Regions from separate parts of the Gasterosteus aculeatus genome. Here region 2 is linked to region 1. The links are chromatin contacts, called in public Hi-C maps. All regions are on one chromosome and are shown on one strand. Each heading gives the region's core, a stretch centred on a gene start, on an enhancer-like site or on the middle of the called end of the contact. The rest is flanking DNA. Distances are from core to core; before and after follow the strand shown.

The links. A called contact is a pair of places that touch in the nucleus more often than the background predicts.
Region 2: a contact with region 1 is called in a Hi-C map of skeletal muscle, with 2.8 times the contacts expected there. The contact joins two enhancer-like sites. A contact is called at or near these places in 2 of 6 Hi-C or Micro-C datasets (skeletal muscle and tail fin).

What each region holds. Positions count from the first base shown.
Region 1 is chr2:15,419,277-15,425,594 of fGasAcu3.hap1.1, forward strand. LOC120829322 (oxysterol-binding protein-related protein 2) reads right to left here. Exons shown (of 14, transcript XM_040193343.2): 6 at 5,414-5,511; 7 at 5,134-5,316; 8 at 4,885-4,992; 9 at 4,095-4,184; 10 at 3,812-3,932; 11 at 3,312-3,437; 12 at 3,075-3,198; 13 at 2,678-2,768; 14 at 1-2,151. The coding sequence ends at 2,049. Among protein-coding and RNA genes, the nearest start is that of LOC120829322, 16 kb to the right of the region's middle. Within about 2 kb of position 2,080, at least 1 of the 9 cell types and tissues checked has open chromatin away from gene starts, as enhancers often do.
Region 2 is chr2:15,491,356-15,497,776 of fGasAcu3.hap1.1, forward strand. It overlaps mtcl2 (microtubule crosslinking factor 2), which reads left to right. Exons shown (of 24, transcript XM_078086245.1): 16 at 405-554; 17 at 771-887; 18 at 2,413-2,477; 19 at 2,596-2,704; 20 at 2,843-3,436; 21 at 3,884-4,154; 22 at 4,246-4,464; 23 at 5,089-5,516; 24 at 5,670-6,421. The coding sequence ends at 5,819. Among protein-coding and RNA genes, the nearest start is that of LOC144389403, 20 kb to the right of the region's middle. Within about 2 kb of position 1,541, at least 2 of the 9 cell types and tissues checked have open chromatin away from gene starts, as enhancers often do.

The DNA of each region.
Region 1 (6,318 bases), core at 830-3,329:
TTAGTTGAAGAAAAAAGAAAAATGACAACAGAATTATTTCATGAAACCTCAATCATAAATAAACAAATTTAAAAAAAGGGAATGTAAAGAGCAGGCACTAAACATTAGTCATAGATTTAAGTTCTTAAAAACAAAACACACAAATCGAACATTTAAGGCGATACAAGATGCGTCGTCCCCAAAAATTGGAAGAATGTCCTTTTCATTTGGAATGTAAGATAAACTAAGAAGGCAAAGGAATTGCTTGCGAAGCTGAGAGGCTCAACGAGTGTGTCTGTGCTCTTGGGGGGGAGCGGGGGGGGGGGGGGGGGGGGGGGGGACGCTGCTGTACAACAGGTCCATGTTGAGGTGCAGCGGTTGCATAGAGTTGCTGTAGTGAAGTGCATGATGGCTCCCAGACGCTCTGGTCGCCCTGACTTTAGAGCCACAAGGGACACGATGCTGCTCAATAGCTGTGTGCCACCGCCTCCGTCCTCATTTAAAAAGGTGCAACCTAGAAGATCCATCGCCTTCTTTCTTTCTTCACCCAACAAAAGCACAGGAGCAAAGTGCTTTTTTTTCCCTTTGTGAAAAACATTCTCACCAGTGAAACAGGGGGAACGTGAGGGTCGAGGTGCGAATCGGGAGCAGAGCGCAGCAGCAGGTAGTGAAGAGTTTCTGTACAAATACTAGATGTGCACTGCTTTCACCCTCGGACACTTGTTTCGCTCATTTTGTTTTTTGCGCCAACATTCATCCATGTGCTTTTTAACTTTCTCTTTAGGGTTTTCTTTTGAAAAAAAAAAAAAACGTGGACGGATTATGAGACGAGCCGCGGGCCATAATGAGTCGACCAGGGCGACGCGGCTTTCCATTTTTAATCTATAGTTGTTTTTTATCTTGCCTTGTCATAATTTTCTAATTTTGTAGAGGATCCGTATACATAAACATCCAATCCAGCTGCAGATCATGTCACATAATATTACGCCGATACGATTGTTCTTTTTTTAACTGGGCCTTACTGAGCGAGATTAATAGCAATAATGTAAATTGCCATTACTCACACAGCAAATACGCTCGCTCTCTTGTAGCTAACATGGCTTGATAAGTGTCTGTACATATTAATACACTCACACCGTGAATGTGAGGCTGCGGTCACTTAAATTGTTGTTGGGGATGTCAGCACTGTTGCTCAACGGTGGCGGCTCCATCATAGCAGTTAAATATTCTCCAATAAAAATGTCAAACTCCTTCCATAAAGGGACAGATCAAACTACGCAGAACTAAATTTCGTCTCATCTGGTCGCACGTTCCCCTCACACTGTACACTCACGCTGTCGGGGAAACACCGGTTTTCTACCTTGGGGGGGCAGCAAGAGTAAATGTTCCAGGGATACAACGCGTCCGCCAGTAATGAACTCGTGTTTTTTTCTGTACAGTGGTACATGTCTATACTTGTATATTTGCAGAGCTCCTAAAAAATAAAGAATAAGCATTCTCGAGATTCATCTCAGTCAAAAGAGAATTCACATCCCTGATGTCCCTGCTGACTGGATGCCTGTCCATGAACCATTGATGGGATCATTATGCTTTACTTCATGCCTGGGAAACTCGTGGTCCAGAGGTTCGGCAGGTTGGTGAGAGTTTGATTGTAAAGACGTTTAACATTCAGATCGGATACATCGGAGTTTGTGCGCTGTTCATTTTCGTTTTGCGTGGTCAGAAATAAAAACTATTCTTGTGCTCTAAGCGACGGCGAGAGGTGGGAAAACCCTGCTTGTCGATATGCAATACAAAAATCACAAAAGCAGCGCCTAAGACTTTACGTGAAGATTTAAAAAACAAAGACCTGAAGCGTGTCGTCGTGCAGGCTGCGAGGAGTGACGCGCACGCGGGTCCTCTGTAAGTCTTTGCACTCAGTGCGGGGAGGGTCGCTCAGTCTACACAGGACGACGATGAAGGCCGTGAGATCAAGATGGGTACGTGGGTTCATAACATTTCTCTCCCTTTCATGACAGGCAGGTCATTGCACGGTACAGAGGAGGAGGCGGACGAAGGCTGCCGGGCTATCAGTAGATTTCAGGCATGTGTTGGTATTTCCTATTGAAGTAGCCGCCGGAGTACAGCCAGCCCTGGGAGTTGGTGTACGGGTTGGTGCCCATCTGAAACCACCTGAGAGACACACAAAGATCAACAATGGGAAAACACACACAGGCTGGCTTTCCTGCACAAGACACGTGACACCAACCCTCAGGCAACAAAAACAGGACGTGCATAGGGGGTTTGTTTTCCCCCTGGTGACCATCCACAGTTACCAGAGTATCAGTGGAACTTCTTTGCCAGTACTGTCAGCAGTGGAAGAAGTAACAAACAAAGTAACAGCTGTTCTGAATGAGTGACTGAATCTGGGGAGGGAGCTGAGAAGTCGTCTATTGCCCCTTTAAGTAACTAAACATATAGTCTTTTAGGTCTTTGCCAGCATCAAAAAGCCTGGACTTTAACTCACATTTTAGAGAAACTACCATTAAAGAGTGCATAATCTTCACATCACACTAACAAAGCTCTGCACAGATGAGACATATTTTCAGTTGCTTTGCAATCATTTTAAATCAATTTGAAATGAACTGTTGAGAGCTCAGCGTTGCTACGTGTGCATTGAATTGAGAGCACTGAGAGATCGCACATGTGTGTTTCCCACCTGGTAGTCCACTCCTCCTCGTTCTTAGCTCTCTCCTTTCTGGAAGCTCTCTGTTTCTCCTCCAGTCTCTCCTTCTCCTTACTGGCCTCATCTGCAGAAGAACAACACATGGATCATTAATGGAGATCAATGATGACGCAGACCCGCCAGCAGGTGGCAGCATCGTCTTATTACTCTCCACTCTTTGTATCTTTTTCAGTTGCATCCTTCAGTCGGTAGCATCACAGTCATTTATTTGTTTTCGGTTACACTGAGAGAATAATCTGTACCAGTGATCTGTGTCAGATGTGACTTGTAATTATAATTTTATCTTTGTAGGTTTCTGCAGGGCGTTGCTGCCAAACAAGGCAAACAGGACTCCACAAAGCATTGATTAGGGAGTTTAAAATCAAATTACCCATTTTGCCATTCTCCATGGCTCTGATGTCCGGCCTGAAGCGACAGTCTGTGGGGGCCAAGAAGGCCTCCATGCCGGGCTGCAGCTCATTCAGAGACATTGCAAAGTGGGTGAAGTTGTACATCTAGGGGGGGAGGAAGAAGAGGGATTATGGATGTGTTAGTCAGTGGAGCCTCAGGGACGTTCATCTGGGGGGACTTGGACCTTGGCAGCGTGCATGTGTTTTTACTTTCATACCTCGGCGGACTGTGGCGGTCGGGCGTCTATCCTCCAGAGCAGAGTACTTCCTGGAACCACAGAAACCGTCTCCTGGACGTCAGGCATATCGTCCGCGTCATCGTTCTCCGCTCCCTCCTGCTCCTCCTGGAAATGACACACTTCTTTGTCACCGCCATTAAAATCAATGTGCTCAGGGCTGAGTGGAGTCTAACATCACATGGTACGGGACTAACTATCTACAGGAAGTGCCCGTCACCTCCTTCAGTAGAGTTATCAGAGATATTATGCTTCACTACAAATGACCAAACAGATCTCAACAGCCTCCACAAGCCCAGCAATTTAACCGGGTTGAGACCACACAGGTTGCTGTGGACGTCATCAGGAACTCAAGAGGAGAACTTAGTAATAACAAATGGGACTAAGACCAATTGTAGAGAAGTAGACTATCACATTCAGACTATGGGAGTAATATAAGCAGTAGAGGTGCCGGATAAAGAATTCTTCTAAATGGTTCTCACATTTTTCTGCTTCTTGTTGTCTCCTCTCCTCTCTGACTTCTTGTGGGCCTCGTAGGCCTGAGGGTCCACACTCCACATGCACTCGGTCCACTTCCCATAGATGACACAGTGCTTCTTTTTACTAGAGAGAGAACGGGAGGGGGGGGGGGGGGGGCGATAGAAAGTCGAAGAGATGAGGAGGAAGAACCTGATTAGTATAAAAACTTTGGTAATGTCACCAGCTGTGAAACGATATAATATACTGTGGTTGCCATAGTTACAAACTGTGAGAGTGAACGCTAACCTCTTATCCTGAATGTACCCTTCAACTCGGTGAAGCTCTTTGCCGAACATCCCACAGGGCTTGAAGTTCATCACACACTTGTCTCCAGTGCTGCACAAGGAGAGGAGAGAGAAAAAGAACCCACCATTATCTCTGCCATGCCTTTGTTTTCCATAGTAAAAATGTAACTAAGTAAATTGGGAAATCAGTGCCACATTGTGACGATCGCACAAAACGCTAATAAAAGCGCGGTGTGAATTGGTGAGCAACCGATATCACAGCGTTACTATGACCATTCATAGCTTAGTTTTATATTGGAACTTAGTTTCCTCTAAAGAACTATGAGCGAGTGTGTGTGTGTGTGTGTGTGTGTGTGTGTGTGTGGCTCAGTGATACTGTAATCATTCTTTAGCACCAATAAAGGACAATGAGCACTATTGATGACTTGAATTCCCTTTAAATCCACTTTATTGCATACAAGAGAAATAAAAATGATGTCATAATTATAAAAGTGAGCATTTATTTGCTTGATATGATTGTCAATTTTCTGGCTTTGATTAAATCCCTTTGGCAGATGGAATATAGTTGCAGTTAGTTGGAATACCAAGGAAATTGTGAGGAGCCTCCGACATTAGTTTAGTATTAACGGGAAAACAGTTATGAAGTTAATCAATGAACGTTCTTGCCCATTTTTTTACTGTAACTTGTTCAATCTGAACTTGATAAACCGGTGTGTCACCATATATTCAGCATCCCAACAACAGGAAAAGGTCACAAACATAACAGGCGACATCTCCTAAGCGTAGTTTACCTGTGGTTGACTATCTCCACCGTGCCGTACTGCTCGATCCACAGTTTTCCCAGGATGATATTGTGTACGCAGCAGTAAGGGTTACTCCATGTGTACGCCTCGTTGTGCCTGCAGGAGAGCAGAAACCACAAACAGAGTCACAATCAGGGTGGGATGAAGGGCAGGGAAGAACAGAGGAATTAGAAAGTGACATGAAAGAATGGCCGAGGTGATAAAGGAGAAGACGAGGAATAAAACTTTTGGACTCACTTGAGTAGCTCTAGCGTGATGATCCCCTTTGGCTCCGCCTCAACGCTCTTGCCCCAGAACTTGAGTTTGGGGTAGATGGAGCCGTGGAAGACAAAGTCCCCGACCAGACTCTCTGCATGGAAGGCACTGACTGGTGGATGATGGGATACCTGCTCCGATATCAGCCGGAAGCCCTGATCTTCTCTATAGAGGACATTGGAGAAGAGGGATGGTAAAGGGCGTGCAAATACTGAGGGCCCTTCCGAAGGCAGTGTGTGTGTGTGTGTGTGTGTGTGTCTACCTAGTGAGCTCAAAAGTCTCTCCCAGCAGAGGGTTGAAGGGTTTCCCAGTTCTGTCCCACTGAGACGCAACTGCCGACACAGCAAAAGCGGCAACTGCCTGAACACACATGTACGGATGCGGTTAGTGAGTGTGTGACTTGACAATTTCTATATACGTGTGTGTTGCCTTTGTAATTGTTTTAAATCCTTTGGAGTCGGGCTCGGTCAGTAAATGCATGTGTGTGTGTGTGTGTGTGTGTGTGCGCGCGTATCAGGGCTTTCATGTAAGTTGATTAACTACTCAGATACACTGGAGATCAGTGCATTACATGAGTACATAGAGGTCAAATTAAATGTATCTCATGTATTTGTTTAAGTACACCATCAGTGTACTCAATTGTTCACCTTTACTTTTTGTTATCAGCTGGAGCTGATCGGTCAAAACTGCAATTTGAAGCACAAAGTAGTGATTGCTGAACGTTTCTCAACAACACACTTGGATTTGGGGGCTTCATTTGTTTACATCACGTAATATAATGTAGTTAAACTACTATTGAAATTGCATTATTTTTCTAGTCGTTTTATTACATTACATTACAGGTCAGTTAGCTTTTATCCAAAGCGACTTACATTACATTTTTAACCCATAGCTTTTTACATTTTTGCCCGGGGAGCACTTAGGGGTTAGGTGTCTGGCTCAGGGACACTTCGACATGGAGCAGGCGGGGCTCGAACCACCAACCTTGTGGTTCCCGGCGCACTCTCTAATATTATAGATAAAATTGTTAAAACTTAAAAAAAGACACGTCAGTGTTCAAAAAGTCAAGGCACCAACAACACCTGTACACAGGAAAACATATATACATAATTTTATTTAAGTCCATACAGTGATGGCCGGCTGTCCGCATGTACATGATATGGGGAT
Region 2 (6,421 bases), core at 291-2,790, 72 kb after region 1:
TATTGACAGGATATTACTAGTTTCATCATGCAGATAAAGACATTTTGTATCATAAGGTCATCATGGGATGATGCCGCTTATTCATTCACTCAGCACTATTTCAACACCCCTCCTTTATAAGAAGTACTTTTGAAAAGGGCTTATTTTGATACTCATTTGCATGTTTAGATTAAAATCAAAGACAATGTCAAATTAAGTAATAATGTATTATATAACATAGTGGAAATTAATCTTTTTAAAGCTCCTTGTAAGAAATAACATTGATCTGACGTGAGGGATTAATAAAAAATGAATTTTCATAAAAGTTTTTAATAAAATAATGATTTTACATCCTATGATTTAGGGTGAACTGTGGTGGTGTAAATCAGATTTTTACCACAATGTCTTTGTCTTTCTCCGTTCAGCTTGAGACCAAATCAGGAAAAGCGGCAGCGCTGTCCGTCTCTGACGCTCCGGACCCGGCGGACCTGAAGGTGGCGCTGAAGAGGGAGCGAGAGGAGCACCAGCACCTCTTGGCCGATTCCTACGCAGCCGTGATGGACCTGACGAAACAGGTGAGTGTCTGTCTCAGAGAACCGAGTTGGGTTTGAAAGCAACATTCAACGTCCGCGCCTGTGTTTGGACTTTAGCTCTGTTTCCGTTTGTGAAAAGGCTCAGGAGTTGTGTTCACTTTCATATTCCGGTGGTGTGCGCTCCCCGTCCCTCCTCTTCCTCTGATGTTCGCCTCTTCTTCTCGTCTCTCCGCTGTGACCCGCCTGCGGACCAATCAGCTTCAGATCGGGGAGAGGAACTGGGGCAGAGAGAAGATGGAGCTTCTGGAGATGTTCAGCCAGGAAAGAGCTCAGTGGGAGCAGAGACTGGGAGAGGCCACTGCACAACAGGGGAAGGTGTGATGGGCGGCCTCTGTGCGTGTTTGTGTGTGTGTGCGTGTGTGTGCGTGCGTGCTTGTGAGCGCGCAGGAGAGAAATGTCAAAGAGGAAGAAGTGAGCAGATGTTGGGTGAATCTGAGGGGATAAGGGTGCCTGAGATAAGTATCACTGCTAGCATTTAAAAAAAGCTGTAGCTCGTGCAGTAAAGCCGCTTTGCAGACTGACAAAAAACCTGCAACCTGCATGAAAAACAACTCTGAAATGCCGCATCAACGATTTTATTGTATTAATGGTTTTACCCTGCTCTCACTTGATGTGCACCCATTTTTTTTTATTAATTCTTTTTAAATCTTTTTTTAACTTTTTTATTATATATCATTTGCCACAAATGTGACGACCCTACGGCTGTAACTCAATCCAATCGAGTGATATTTTTCCCCTTGGGATACTTCGCCGATGCAGACAAGAAAACTCAGCTGTCGATGCCGCAGCGTGCGTGAGGAAGCGATGTCGTTGCCTCACTGTGGTCAGTCTGATCTGCTGATTAGAGCCCAGAGCAGCCGCTGCCAAGCTGCTGCAACGTGTCTGGGAGGGATTTCATCAGAGTTTTTAAAGTGGTAGTTTTTTTTTCTCCATGAAAGCACCAATCACATCTACTATCTACTCTACTTGTGTTATACCGTGGGGCCTCTCAGGGGCTTCTGACGTATGCTTACAGTGGCCCCATCAGGTCAGTCAGTGTAAAAGTAGCCGGCTGCACAAATCAGATGTTTACTCCTCAGTCTGTTTTATTTTTGTGAGTTATTTTAAAATTGGATGTGTTTCCTGTTGGGATGGATTGGGCTAGATTTATGGAGAAACTCTATTTTAAAGGTCAACAAACAGTACTTGCGTTTAACCACTGGTACCTTTGTGTGCGTCGTGCCCCCACAGAGCCGTTGTTAAACTCGTGTACCCCATTGGGTGCATTGAGATTGCCTCTGGTTGTGAAGTGGAAGTCACCCTGGCAACTGCAGGAGAACCCCATTGGGTACAAGTAACCCTGTTCTGTGGAATCTAGTCTGAAAAGTAGTGTGTCTGTCGGTACTGCGCACGGAACCCAGCAGCCTGGTCTGCAAGTCCATCAGTGTATCTGCACAACTAATCCCATTATCTGCAGATGGCCTTTTCCTGTCTCCCACTCTGTCCCTTTGCTCTGTGGGGAAATTAAAGTGTGAGATCACCTCTCCAGCGTGCAACAAACTGACTCAGCATCCCCAACTCTGTGTGTGTGTGTGTGTGTGTGTGTGTGTGTGTGTGTGTGTGTGTGTGTGTGTGTGTGTGTGTGTTGCATGCTGTCTGACACAGATAGATTAGACTTGTCAGCCTCCACTTTCTCATGCCAAAACAGCTCCAGAGAAAGGGGACGGCAGTGAGATGAATGTGTCTGTCGTGTGAAAGAAAAAGTGTAACAAAATGCCACAACAATTATTTGCGTGTGTAAATAAAACAATGAATAGTTCGGCGGTTTCACTGACTGCAGTTCCTTTTTTTGTCCTCACAGTCAAAGTCATTTGGCAGCGAGTCTTCTGCAGACACAGTCGTAGCGAATGGAACAGGGTCGCCGAGGTAACCGTTCAAACATATTACCTCACAGATTTAAGCCAATCAATGATGATTTTGTTCACAACGTCTGTTTGATAATAGGAGTGTTTCATCAATGTTTCGCTTTGCTTCTCTTTCCAAGAACCAAATCAACATCGGACCTGGATGGCCCAGAATTCCACCGTGCTCAGTTTTCTGTCCCAGAGCTGGGTGACCTCACCAGGAAGAACTGGACCTACCTGACCAATGAGGTAACCAATGTGTGACTTGACACAATCACTCCTTTAAAATTTCTTTTATTCAAAGACTGGTGGAAAAGACGTATTAAAAATGTATAGTGCTCACTATTTTGTGCTTTTTTATTTTTTGTCTCCACTCTCTCACCTCAGACCCCAGAGGTTGGGTACACCTGTAAAACCTGGGACGGTCCCAGCGGATCTTGCAGCGGCTCGGTGGGATCAGATCTGCATCTGGAGACGGTCCAGAGGAGCCACACTGCTCCAGACCGCACCAGCATCCGGATGTACTACAGCCCCCCTGCGGTGAGACGCACGGAGCACCGAAGGAGGAGCCGGGAGGCCAGAGAGCCAGAGCGGGCCCAGGACGGGAGCTCCTCCCTGGGGGTGAGTGGCTCCGGCGCAGACGTGACGGCGGCGGGAAGCCATGAGGTTCAGCAGCAACACCCTCCATCCTCCGTTTCGTCCTCGTACGAGCAGTGGCTGAGCTCGCTGTCCAAGCAGCACAGGGAGCTGCTGGAGAGCAGAAGCGGCTGCGTCGCTGGTTCGATCCCCAGCGTCGCCAGCAGCAGCGGCAGCGGCGGCTCTGTCGATGGGAGGGCGCCCACGTCGGCATTCCACGGCTTGGAGATCGGGGAGATTTCCGCCAACTTGAGTGACGACATGAAGGAGATGACCAACTGTGTCCGCCAGGCAATCCGCTCTTCCTCCCTGGAGAGGAAACCCTCCAAGGAGCCGGGGAGTCAGGTACATTGTTTTTAAAAATAATTCATAGTCAAACATACACCAGTTAAATGGGCTTCACATAACTGTAGCAGGTTTGTGATTAACAGACTTTTTGAATATTTATTAAGATAATACATAAAATGTGCTAAAGCCATGAATAAAACGACACATCTTGCAAGATGTAAAATAATCACATCACTATCTTGTAATGACATCTGATTATATCAAACAATTTTGGTCTTTTTTTATCATAAGATTTAGATTTGTTTTGAAGGTGCATTCATTTGAACCTGTAATACTAAGCAGCATTTTGTCTTGTGTATCTAGTGACTCGTAAAAAAAAAAAGGATGCTGATTTTCACGGCACTCTCAGATGTTACCAGATATTAATATACATCCAGGACTCATTGACAACATGAGGTCGTCATGTTGTCTCTTCAACACTTCATTTCTATGTCTGCCCTGCAGGCGGCGCTGGGCGTGTCCACCAGGTCCACGCAGACCAATTGGCAATATGTCAGCATCGGGCTTCAAACAGACAACCTCCCCAGCAGCAGAGGGATGGGCCTACACTCCAAAGCCTGGTCTACTCGCCCCTCGTCAACAACCACGTCGTCGCTGGCGTCTGCTCGAAGCCGGCAGATATCCACATCCCTGGATAAAGTCCACAGCCGCATCGACAGGCCATGCTGCTCACCCAAGTATGGGTCACCGAAACTGCAACGCAGAGTGTCCTCCGGTAATTGGGCTTTGTTCTCTGGTCCCCGACATCCACTGCAAACACTATCGCTTGGGAGGTGGAGACATCTGACTGCTGCGTTTCTTTTTAGGATCCACCTCCAGACTGGACGGCAGTCCCTCCTCCAGGGACCGGAGCCTGTGGAGCCTCCAGCAGAGACCCCTCAGCGGAGGAGGACGCTCGGCCTGGGCTCGCTCCACCACCACCAGGGACAGCCCGGTCCTGAACGGCCTCACCGACGGCCTCTCCAGCCTCTTCAGCGTGGTCGAACACGCTGGAAGCACGGAGTCGCTGTGGAGGGGGGACGGAGGTAAGACGCCCCTTTTCTATGGAACGCATTTTGACATTTGTCACAGTTGGGAAGGCGGAGGTGAACAAAGCTAACGTGGTGGAGCAGTTGCTCGGTTTCACAGTGGCGTGCCGACGCACTGCTGAATTTTTATTAGTGACACCCTCCGTTTTACTGCAAATCAACCAAATCAAAACGTCTGCTGTGAAAACGGGCTTCGGTAGCCGATCATATTTGCTTCGATCAATCTCTGGCAAGAATTTCCTTTGCAGTCAATAAATCAATATGAATTTTCGATTTAGTCGCCCACGTGGAATGCCGCCACCTGAGGTTTGCTATTGAGGATTGAGAATCCATCTACAGCCGTGTTGGAGTAGAAATCACTCATTCATTTTATTATTATGTCAGCAGAAATGATGACTGGGAGTATGGTAACGCATTAACTTATCTAGGATACTATGTTTAACCCTATGTTTAAATGCTAGTAGGTTACTAATAGATACTAATTCACAATCTTGCTTTCACCAATAAAGTCTTCGCTCCTGTTGAATATCAGCGGACGCTTGTCTCCAGGATTCAATCAGTCCTGTAAACCACGTAAATTCCTGTAAAATCAATTTATTCACCATCTTGAATGCCGACTAGGAGCCAGCCAGGGGGCCAGTCCAGCTCGCCAGCCCGCCCCCGCAGGGAAGCCCACCAGTGCACCAGTCTGCGGCTCTGACCCCGGCTCTCAGCGCTGCGGAGGCCTGGTCCAGGAGTTCTTCAGGAGCGTGTGCAGCAGCCGCGGCCCAGGAGCAGTAACACTGTCCGAGGAGAGAGCGCTAAGAGACCCCGGTGGCGCCCTCGGGGGCCCGGGGGTCTCCGGGGGTTTTGCCGGCGTGGACGAGCCCAAGCTTGCAGAGTGTGTGGCGGTCGGGATCGGGGGCTTCGGAGCGCTGGCTGTCAGCAACGACAGCGTGACCAAGATCGTCAATAAGAGGTTCATGAGACAGACGGCCGGGGAGGAGATGGTCAGCATCATGGGAGGAGGGAAAGAGACGCCGAGCAGCGCCGCGGCATCCGTGAGCGAGGTAAATGCGCTTTTTTAATTTAAACTTTAAAGAGAACATCACTGCTCCTTTGCTAATAATGAATCTAGGTTTTTGTCTTCGTTCTATTATTCAGACTAGAAAAACCTTCAGACAAGCCCTGTGTGATAAATTAAACCTCTCTCCATTTCCCAGGATGCACCCTGTGACTGTGCTGCCCAGTCGCCCTCCTGCCTCGCCCGACCATCAAGAGCAGCGGCGCGCCATTCCCTCGGCCAGTGCAAGCACCGCCCGCCAGAGTGTCCCGCGGCGGCCGAGGAAAAGGCAGACACGTGCAACGAGTGACGACACTTCAGAGACACGCACACAGGCGGCAACGCAGACGCTGTGCATCACTGCCACGGAAACCGCACTTCCAAACACCTCTCACGTCAGCAAATGTGCAGACACACTACCATGCTGCCACACAGGTGCACTGCCAAACATGACACACACACACACACACACACACACACTGAACCCACTGCCACATGTACACATTCATAACACTTGTGTTGGACTGTACCATTCGGATGCCAACGACAAGGAGGGCAGAGATCAGAGATCTGCTACGGATCCAACCATCACTAAACGACCAGCGGGAAATAAAGTTCACATCATTTGACACGCTGTGCTAAACAACAAACTGAATTGAGTCAAACAACAAAGTAAATCTGTGATGTCAGGACCGGGACCCCCTCTGCCAGAATAACATACTACATATTATCCTATTTGGCTTGGAAAATCCACCGTAACAACGTTGTCTTGCCACCACGCTGTTGGACCGCTGCCTATGTTGGATTTGCGGATAAGCAAGGAGGAAATGTGCGTTGAAAGCGCATGTGTTACTTTGAGAGCCGCAGTAGAGAGCTGGAAAGATGAAACTCTGAAACCATCAGGTCAAGATG